2 separate regions of the Pan troglodytes genome follow, and region 1 is linked to region 2. A link is a contact called in public HiChIP or PLAC-seq data. All regions are on one chromosome and are shown on one strand. Each heading gives the region's core, a stretch centred on a gene start, on an enhancer-like site or on the middle of the called end of the contact. The rest is flanking DNA. Distances are from core to core; before and after follow the strand shown.

The links. HiChIP or PLAC-seq counts read pairs in DNA pulled down with a chosen protein or histone mark.
Region 1: a contact with region 2 is called in an H3K4me3 HiChIP or PLAC-seq map of stem cell-derived excitatory neurons, with 3 times the contacts expected there. The contact joins the promoter of SHC1 here to the promoter of TRIM46 in region 2. A contact is called at or near these places in 1 of 7 Hi-C or Micro-C datasets (stem cell-derived neural progenitor cells) and 1 of 1 datasets of contacts at active chromatin or transcription factors (stem cell-derived excitatory neurons).

The regions. Positions count from the first base shown.
Region 1 is chr1:94,216,311-94,220,777 of NHGRI_mPanTro3-v2.0_pri, forward strand. SHC1 (SHC adaptor protein 1) reads left to right here and starts at 1,733. Exons shown (of 13, transcript XM_009432874.3): 1 at 1,733-2,122. CKS1B (CDC28 protein kinase regulatory subunit 1B) reads right to left here and starts at 1,699. Exons shown (of 3, transcript NM_001252546.1): 1 at 1,566-1,699. The coding sequence starts at 1,624.
Region 2 is chr1:94,016,908-94,021,242 of NHGRI_mPanTro3-v2.0_pri, forward strand. TRIM46 (tripartite motif containing 46) reads right to left here and starts at 2,217. Exons shown (of 10, transcript XM_524895.7): 1 at 2,037-2,217; 2 at 419-680; 3 at 1-178. The coding sequence starts at 2,099. It overlaps KRTCAP2 (keratinocyte associated protein 2), which reads left to right and starts at 2,732. Exons shown (of 5, transcript XM_003308433.5): 1 at 2,732-2,845; 2 at 3,174-3,328; 3 at 3,438-3,501. The coding sequence starts at 2,764.

The sequences.
Region 1 (4,467 bases), core at 483-2,982, 200 kb after region 2:
TTATTACAATTAATACAGATTAGCATAATGCCAACATTTGTGGAATCCTGTGTTTTCCCTTATTCCCAATCTAGATTATGCACTTAAAATTTATCAAGCCCGAATGCCACATCCAGTGCCAGGATTCCATCATCACCATCCTTGGCAGATGGCTATCTAGTGTCTTCTAAACAATTTCAGTCAAGAGGTGCTTTCTCCCACATACCTTTTTCTTAGAGTCTCATCTCAGGCTCTGCCCTCTAGGAAGCTTTCCCCAACTTTCCCTCTTCCGTTTTTCCTCTCAGTATTTTAAGTTTCATGTTCAAGGGTACATGTGCAGGTTTGTTATATAGGTAAAATCCTGACTCGGGGGTTTGGTGTACAGATTATTTCATCACCCAGGTACTAAGCATAGTACCCGACAGTTTTTTTTTTTTCCTGAACCTCTACCTCCTCCCACCCTCCTCCCTCAAGCAGGCCCCAATGTCTGTTGTTCCTCTCTTTCTGTCCCTGTGTTTTTATCTCCGACATATAAATGAAGACACGCGTAGTTTACTACTGGTTTCGTTTTCAATGGTAGTGAAAGAGACATCACGCTGAATTGGCCCTTAGGACACTCCCCCGCCCCCAAACCAAGCCCAGGGAAGAAGACCGACCGAAAGTAAGAGGTCAGCCTCCAAGGCGGTGGCGGGGCGGGGGGCGTTCTCGAAGCGTGGGATGGGGGAGCGTCCTGGAGTTAGCAAAAGTAGGGGACTGACTTTCTAGCCCCACCTCAACCCCCGCTCACGGCTAGGAAGCCGCAGCCTTCGGGTCGCCAGTTCCCTCTCCTTAGCAAGTCTTGTGTGCTTCCATCACACCCTGTAATGGCTCCTTGCATAGCGTGTATCACCTTTCTGGTGTCTGTCGGTACCACCCACAGATTTTTAAGTTTGTGAACAGCAGAGACCATGTGTTATCCTTGCACTTTAGCAGAACACCTGAAACCTGTTAAGTATTCCATAACTGTTCCCTTTGATATTTAAAGGGCATCTATTAGACCCATATTAAGTATTTTCTCAATGCTCCTAGCCAGTTTTATTCCATTGCAGTCCCAAGCGATCCCCTTCCTTACACAAGCCAGACAACCACGCCCCTTGTCTTTTTCACGAGTTAATAAGCAATATTCAACTCTCTCAGCGCTACTCTCCTGTTAGGGACGCCAGGAAACTTCCAGCTCCGCTTTTGCTACGTTCTCCCACTGGATTCGACAAGATTACTGTGAAACAGTCTCTACAAGGCAAGTTAAGTTTGCCCGATAAAGTTCAGAGAATGATCCAGAAAGCCTCCTGGGTGAGGGTGGTCAGTACTCTAACCACGCCCACCCCTCCCTCCTCTGAGAGGCGACTCCAAATTCGCAACCACTTTGTTTTACGAGCGCCTCCCACCTCCGCGCATGCGCCTTACGCCTTCCACAATATCACACCATTGCCCGTTCGCACCTCGTACGCATGCGCCAATTCTATCGCCTCAGTTCCTGTTACTAATTCCTTGTGCCCTCAGCGGCCAAAGCTCACGACCCTCGCTATTGCTCCCGCGCCAGCACTAACCGATACTCAAACTCCTCGTCGTCGTATTTGTCCGAATAGTAAATTTGTTTGTGCGACATGATCGCTCGGTTTGCTAGCCTTCAGCCCCGCGCCGCCAACCTCCAAGCAACTCCCAACAGCACGCGCTCCCACCCACTTTGGCCTCGCTTTCAAACACGCCGCCCGCACTTCCTATTGGTCCGTTTGGCTCGAGGCGGGGCAGCTCTACTTTCAAGCCTCCGATTGGCTTAGATTTACTTCTCTTCGGATCCTTATTGGAGGGCAGTTCTTACGCTTCTCAAGAACGAGCGTGGGTCAAAAGTAGGCGTCTTATTGGCCACCACTGCCTTTGTGTGCGATCTCGCGCTGCCATTGGCTAACTCGGGAAAGTGGGAAGCGTGAAGGAGGGACCCTGAGGTAGAGGGTCAGGGGTTAGTGAGGCCGGAAGTGAGTGTAATAAAGTTTCTCCAGGGAGGCAGGGCCCGGGGAGAAAGTTGGAGCGGTAACCTAAGCTGGCAGTGGCGTGATCCGGAACCAAATCGGCCCGCGGTGCGGTGCGGAGACTCCATGAGGCCCTGGTGAGTCTTGACTTTTTTCTCCTTAGGTGACTCACTCTTTCACCCCGGAACCCCTCTCCCGGGACCCCACTTCCGGTCTTCATTTATAAGTCCCGCCCCTGAGACCCCTCTCCCCGGAAGTCCCACCTCCCAACTTCAGGGGGCTCCCCCGAACCCCGACTTGATTTTTATTTTGTCTCCGACCCCACCCTGTCGCCCAGTTTTCCTGGAAGTCCCCACCCCCCGACACGTTCCAAGCCCTACTACGAGAAACCCTTCGTTACTCCTTCCATTCTCCGAAACTCCGCCTCCTAGCAACGATCCTCGGCTAACTCCTGTCAAAAGGCCTATCTCCCAAAAGGGCAAAACCCTGCTCTTCAAAGAACGATTCGAATTTGTTGAAGCTCCGCCCCTCCGAAGCCACGCCCCCTCCGTAATCCACGTCTGACTGTCCAGAAAGCCTCCCCGCCCAGAAGTCTGAAGTTCGCGTCCTTAGGGGACCACGCCCCCTTAGGAGCTTTATCTTTGTGGGACCTGGGTCATCAGCTGAAAAGCCTTGTCGTCAATCCCTGAAACTCCACCTGCTTATATTTTCCTGTCCTTTCTCTTTTTTTGGGCCTTGGGATCAGTTTTCCGAGCACTCTCGTGCTCCCCCAGGTGGGAAGTCAAAGTTCCCATCTCTGGCTGTAAGGAGTGAGATTAAAGGCAGCCGTTTTCCGTTTTCCTTTCTATCTTTTTTTTTTTTTTTTTTTTTTTAAGACGGAGTTTCGCTCTTATTGTCCAGGCTGGAGTGCAATGGTGCGATCTCGGCTCACTGCAACCTCCGCCTCCTGAGTTCAAGTGATTCTCCTGCCTCAGCCTCCTGAGTAGCTGGGATTTCAGGCGCCCACCACCACGCCCGGCTAATTTTTGTATTTTTAGTAGAGACGGGGTTTCACCATGTTGGCTAGGCTAGCCTCGAACTCCTGACCTCAGGTGCTCCACCCGTATCAGCCTCCTTAAGTGTTAGGATTACAGGCGTTAGCCACCGCGCCCGTCCCCGTTTTCCTCTTTCTTAACCTCCTCCAAGGGTAGAACTATTTGAAAGGGCTGAACTTGGGGTTTGGCACGAGAGGGAGAGAGAGACTTGCCCTCAGACTCCCAGCCTCACTTCTTGGCTTTCCCTTCCCAGGACCAACCCCATCCCAGAAGTAGCTCTAGGCCTTCCTAGACATAAGTGGATAGGACCATGGATTTGTTGGTGTGTGGCATGTGGGTGTGACATGAGCAAAAGTTTTCTACTACCAGAAGAACGGTGGTTTGGAGTGGGGGTAGATAATAGTGCTCTTTTTGTTGTTTGATTTTTTTTTTTTTTTAAGGGACAGTTCAGTCGCTACTTCTCTGTCTCTTCCCCTCCCCCTAACCAGAGTTCTTGTCTGGGCATTCCTCCTGGCCCCGTTTGCCCAGCCTTCCCTGCTGGAAACATTCCTGAGGCTTTCGCCATTTCCTGCCACTTCCCACCCCTGTCCCCTCCTCCCAGTTGGGCTGCGAAGCCACACACAGCTTTTCCCCTACACCCAATCACCTGGACTTCCAGTAGGCAATCTCCTTTCTCCCTATGTAAATTTCAAGAGTCATACGTCTTTCTTTTCTTCCGAACGCCCACACCCGTTGGTCCTTCCCTGGCTCTGGATACTGTAGGCTCCCACAGAACATCATCTCTACAGATGAGGGACATCCTAGTGTGTGTTTGTGTGTTTTGGGGGTGTGAGGCTATGGTGGAATCCTTTCCTCATTCTCTCTATGCCCGAGAGCTGGCTGGAAATGAAATGATAAAATTCCTTCTCAGGATTGGCTGACAGAGTGACAAAGCTCTTCTGGAATGGGCACTAAGGGGAGATGTAAGAGTTAAGCACAGTATCTAACACACTTCAAGTGTTAATGTTGTTAATCAGGATAATTATCTATCTATATTTTAATCCTCTGAAGTAAATCTAAGGGTAATTCCAAGGTGAGCTGGGGGGAATACGTATTTTTTTTTTTTTTGAGACGGAGTTTTGCTCATCACCTAGGCTGGAGTGCAATGGCTCGATCTCGGCTCACTGCAACCTCCGCCTCCTGGGTTCGAGCGATTCTCCTGCCTCAGCCTCCTGAGCTGGGATTACAGGTGCCCGCCACCACGCCCAGCTAATTTTTGTATTTTTAGTAGAGACGGGGTTTCACCATGTTGACCAGGCTGCTCTCGAACTCCTGACTTCAGGTGATCCACCCGCCTCAGCCTCCCAAAGTGCTGGTATCACAGGTGTGAGCCACCGCGCCCGGTAGGAATACGTATCTTTAACTTGTTTTTTTTTTTTTTTGGTCGCTTTCCAGCTTTGCCTGTGGCA
Region 2 (4,335 bases), core at 967-3,466:
CCTCCCACACTCACACTCTGGCGGTACCGCTCCACCACACGCTCCAGGGTCAGGTTCCGGAAAAGCCCTGCCAGACCCCGCTCCCCAAGCTCCACATCACCTTGGCAGGCTGGGCACGGGAACATGATCACTTGGGGGTGCAAAGCACCTCGTTTCCTCCCAGGGTATGTCCCAAAGCCTGTGGGTGAACCAGGGAGGTAGAGGACATGAGAGTTACAGCTGGCTGGGTGTGGGGAAGCCTGTTTAATTAAATTAGATTTTCATTGTGCCAGAGCTCAGCTCTCATTAGAGCCTGCGTAAGCAGTATCTCCACCCCCCAGAAAGACAGACAGATGCCTCTGACCAGTGATGGACTTCTTCCATCTTCCTGATGAATAGCTCAGCGTTCCCATCCCCACCCTACAGGCCCCAGTCCCACCTGACTTAAGCAGCCGGTCCAGGCGGTCTGGCTTGGGGAGAGTTCTGCGGGAGAGGCGGGGGCTGCGGGTGGAAGGGGTGGAGGCAGGAGAGGTGGGCTCGGAGCTGGGGTCCCCACCATGTCCTATGTAGCCCTGCTGGCCCAAGACCTCTCGGGCACAGGCCTGGCACACGTTGTGGGTACAGGGCAGCACCAGTGGCTGCTTGTACATCTCTTGACACACTGGGCACAGCAGTTCCTTCTCCATGTTCTTCATGCTGGTCTGTGGAGGGACCAGGAGGCTAGGTCAGCGCTTGGACACTTAGGCATACCTCAGCAGCCCCTTGGCTGCCCTTGGATACCCTGGGGGTCTGAGGAAGGAGCAAGACAAGCTATCTGCAGCTTTTCCAGAGCACCTGCCTTGGGCTGGTTCACAGACCTTCCCAGACCTCTGTCCCTTGCTTCTCTTTCCCCGCTGCAGAGCTAAAGGCCCAGAGGAGGGACGGTTGGAGATTGTGCCTGCTCCAGCCTCAAGCCCAATCCCCATTTCTCCAGCTGCAGTAGCCCCAGCTGGCAGCCCCCTCACCTGCCTCCATCCCCCATCTCTGGGCAGCTTGCCCCTGGCATTTTTCTCAAGGACACCGCCCATTCTGCAGCTCCATGCAGACCCCCACTCCCTTCTCTAGCAGCACCCCCATGCCGTGATTCCTCCCGATAGCCAGGCGAGGTTGGCACTCCATCCTGCTCGCTCCATACGTCCTCCTGCCGCAGCTCCGGCCTGCGGCCACTCCAACCTCCATTCCCCATCCTTCACTTCCCCATCGGTCTTACCAACCCATTCCCCTTCGCCCCCATCAGGCCCTCCCGCCCTCTCCCGCAGCGCAACCCGGTCAGCGGCCCCCCCTTCTCCGAACTAGCGGGGGAATCAAGAGCCCCGCCTACTCGCCCCCTCCCCACCGGAAGTCCCCTCCCCCTCTTGGTGGCGAGAGTGGGGGTCCTCAGGCTATGCCCCACCCCCACACCTCACCTTGGTCCCTCTCTTCGCAGCCATCCCGGTCAGGGGCGCAGCTGACACAAAGGAGGGAGGAACAAGGAGGGGGGGAGGAAGTGGTGGGGGGGAACACGGTTGGCACCGCCCCTGGGAGAGCCAGGCACGGGTTGCCATGACAACCGCAGGCTCGGAAGCAGCCCTGAGCGGGGGTGCGTGGGGTGGGGTCTTGGGGAGGGGTCCAAATTGGGAACTGCACTGTGGGGCGGCTCCTACATCATCCCCCACCTGTCCTCAGTTTTCTTGGAAAATATCCAAGCTCACACGTCCCTCTTCTCATAACAGGGCCTTTCCCCTGAAGCCCCAGCCCCGGTGCACTGCTGGAGGCCACCCCAGCCCACCCGCTGCGTCTGGGCTGCTCCTAGCTCCTCCTCACGCTCCAGCACACCGACGCCTTCACGGCACTCACCTCCGGGCTGCTCCCGGGATTACCCTCTCATACCTGCATCCCGACCCTCCCAGCCGTTTCTGCCATCGCTAGCCCCCTGTCTGCATCCCAGCATCTTCCTGGATCCCCACCTGTTCCAGGTCCCAGCTTGCCCCAGAACCCTATACGCCCCCTCCCCTTCCCTCGACCCCACCTTAACTCACACTGATGCGGACCAGTGCGTCCATGATGGAAGTGAAGGTCTGCATATCCTCACCCTCTGCCATGGCCCTACCGTGCCCGCCCGCCCCTGGGTGCCCGATCCCGGCTGCGGCTGCGAACCCCGGGCTTAATGCAAGAGCCCAGTGGGGGTGTGAGGAGGGCTGGGGGTTGAGGTGTCACTGCGCATGCTCCCGGGACCAGCCTCGAACAGCGCCCGTCGGGGTAGGGGGTGGGAAATAGTTCTCCCCACGTGGTTCTCGAAAGCCGGTCGGGGGGTTGGGGAATATGGAAAGGTATTTGACGGGGGAGCCATTTCTTACATTCTCATTTTTCATTGGCTCCTAATTTTACTCATATAAAGCGGGGGATTAGTTTCGGAGGAAAATGGGTTCCTGGTTGGGAGCACTAAATTTTAGGTTGGGAGATGTTGAGGCATGGGGCAGGGAGGTTTGAGGAACGTGCACTAGAGATGAAAGAAATGGCAAAGAAGACAGAGATGGGATAGATGCCACAGGCATGGGCCCAATGACTTAAAGAGATAAGTGCAGCTTGTACAGAGTGGCAGCAGACGCACCAGGTACGAGGAAAGCCTGAGGACCAGGGCGGTGGCCGAGGATGCCCCCTCGACGCATTATTTCCTCCCTGTCGCAAGAGGGCGCTGCGTCCAGGCACTGAGAGGAAGAAAGAGGAGAACACGGGGAGTAGCAAGTCCGCGGTAAGCGCTGACGCATGCGCATAGCTAACCGCACCCGGTTCAGCTCGCCTTTCTTGGCCAGAGGCGCCGGTTGGACTCACGGGCGGGGCATGATGGGTAACAGGACCGGTGGGGTCCCCAGGAAGTCCTAGAGGGGGTCGGGGTTTGGGTGGACAAGCTTTCCTCGTCCTCTCCCGACAGAGCTGACGTGTCCTGGGTTCCACCGGGAGCGGGCATTTCCACCGGACGGGAGGGTTCGGGGTGTCCGGGGCTGGGGAATACGTAGGGGTTGCCGCGCGGTGTGGGGAGTTGGGGCGTGTGGCTGCAGTCCCGGGAGTTCTTGGAGGGGGTCGGCCCACCGAGCTTCCGGACCGGCTGATCTGCCCATAGCTTGCCGGAGGGAGGGCGGAGCCTGACTCTCCGTCCCTTCTCCCATCCCCTCCAGTGGTGGGTACAGGCACCTCGCTGGCGCTCTCCTCCCTCCTGTCCCTGCTGCTCTTTGCTGGGATGCAGATGTACAGCCGTCAGCTGGCCTCCACCGAGTGGCTCACCATCCAGGGCGGCCTGCTTGGTTCGGGTCTCTTCGTGTTCTCGCTCACTGTATCCTCCCTGCAGTTGGAGGGGGCGGGCCACGTAGTCATGTGCCCTTCCCCTTCCCCACACAGCTCTGTCCCCGTTGCACACCCTACTCCTTAACTCCCTCAACCAGGCCTTCAATAATCTGGAGAATCTTGTCTTTGGCAAAGGATTCCAAGCAAAGATCTTCCCTGAGAGTAAGTGAATATTGGAGCTTGAGTATTTGAACTTTCTCCTCTTTAACCTCCTGAAACATGATATTGAGTTTCCAGATGCTTAGGTGAAAGGTTGTTAAGGAGAAATATATTTACTGAAGCTGTCTGAAGACAGATGACGCTTTTCGATTCTGCACCTTGTATAGCTCCTGGAGTTGGAGCTGGAAGAGAAGGCCTTTGAAAGCAAGAAACTTTGGTACCTTCTGGCCAGCTCCCAGGGAAGGCTTGAGGGGAACAGGCAAATTTGGGCTGATGTTTTGCATCTATTCGCTGGTAGGCGGTCCTTGTTCCCACCAGAAGAAGCAGCAGGACCAAGTTCACTATGGAGTTCTGATGTGAAATTAACTCAGTATTAGAGAATTCTACTTATTTGAGGGAATTGTGAAGAGCCTAAATACTAGAGGCACCAAATATCTATGGCAGCAGGAATCCTGACCAAATCAGAATAACTGTTAGATTATTTCCTGTTTGGAATAATTCTTGTTCAATTGCTCATGTAATCAAGAATTGATGATTCAGTTATTTATGGAGAATTAAGTTTATAAAGCAAATTAAGTGTCAAGGCCAGATTACTTAAGGAATGCCACGTGCTCAGAAATTCACAGCAGATGCAATCTCATGTAAAACCCTCATGTGGTAAAACAAAGATCTATCATGGTTGCCCTTAATCTTTTCTCTTTTTTTTTTTTGAGACAAGGCTTTACTCTGTCGCCTAGGCTGGAGTGCAGGGATGTGATCATGGCTCACTGAAGCCTTGACCTGGTCTCAAGCAATCTTCCCTCCTCAGTCTTACCAGTAGCTGGGACTACCAGTGAG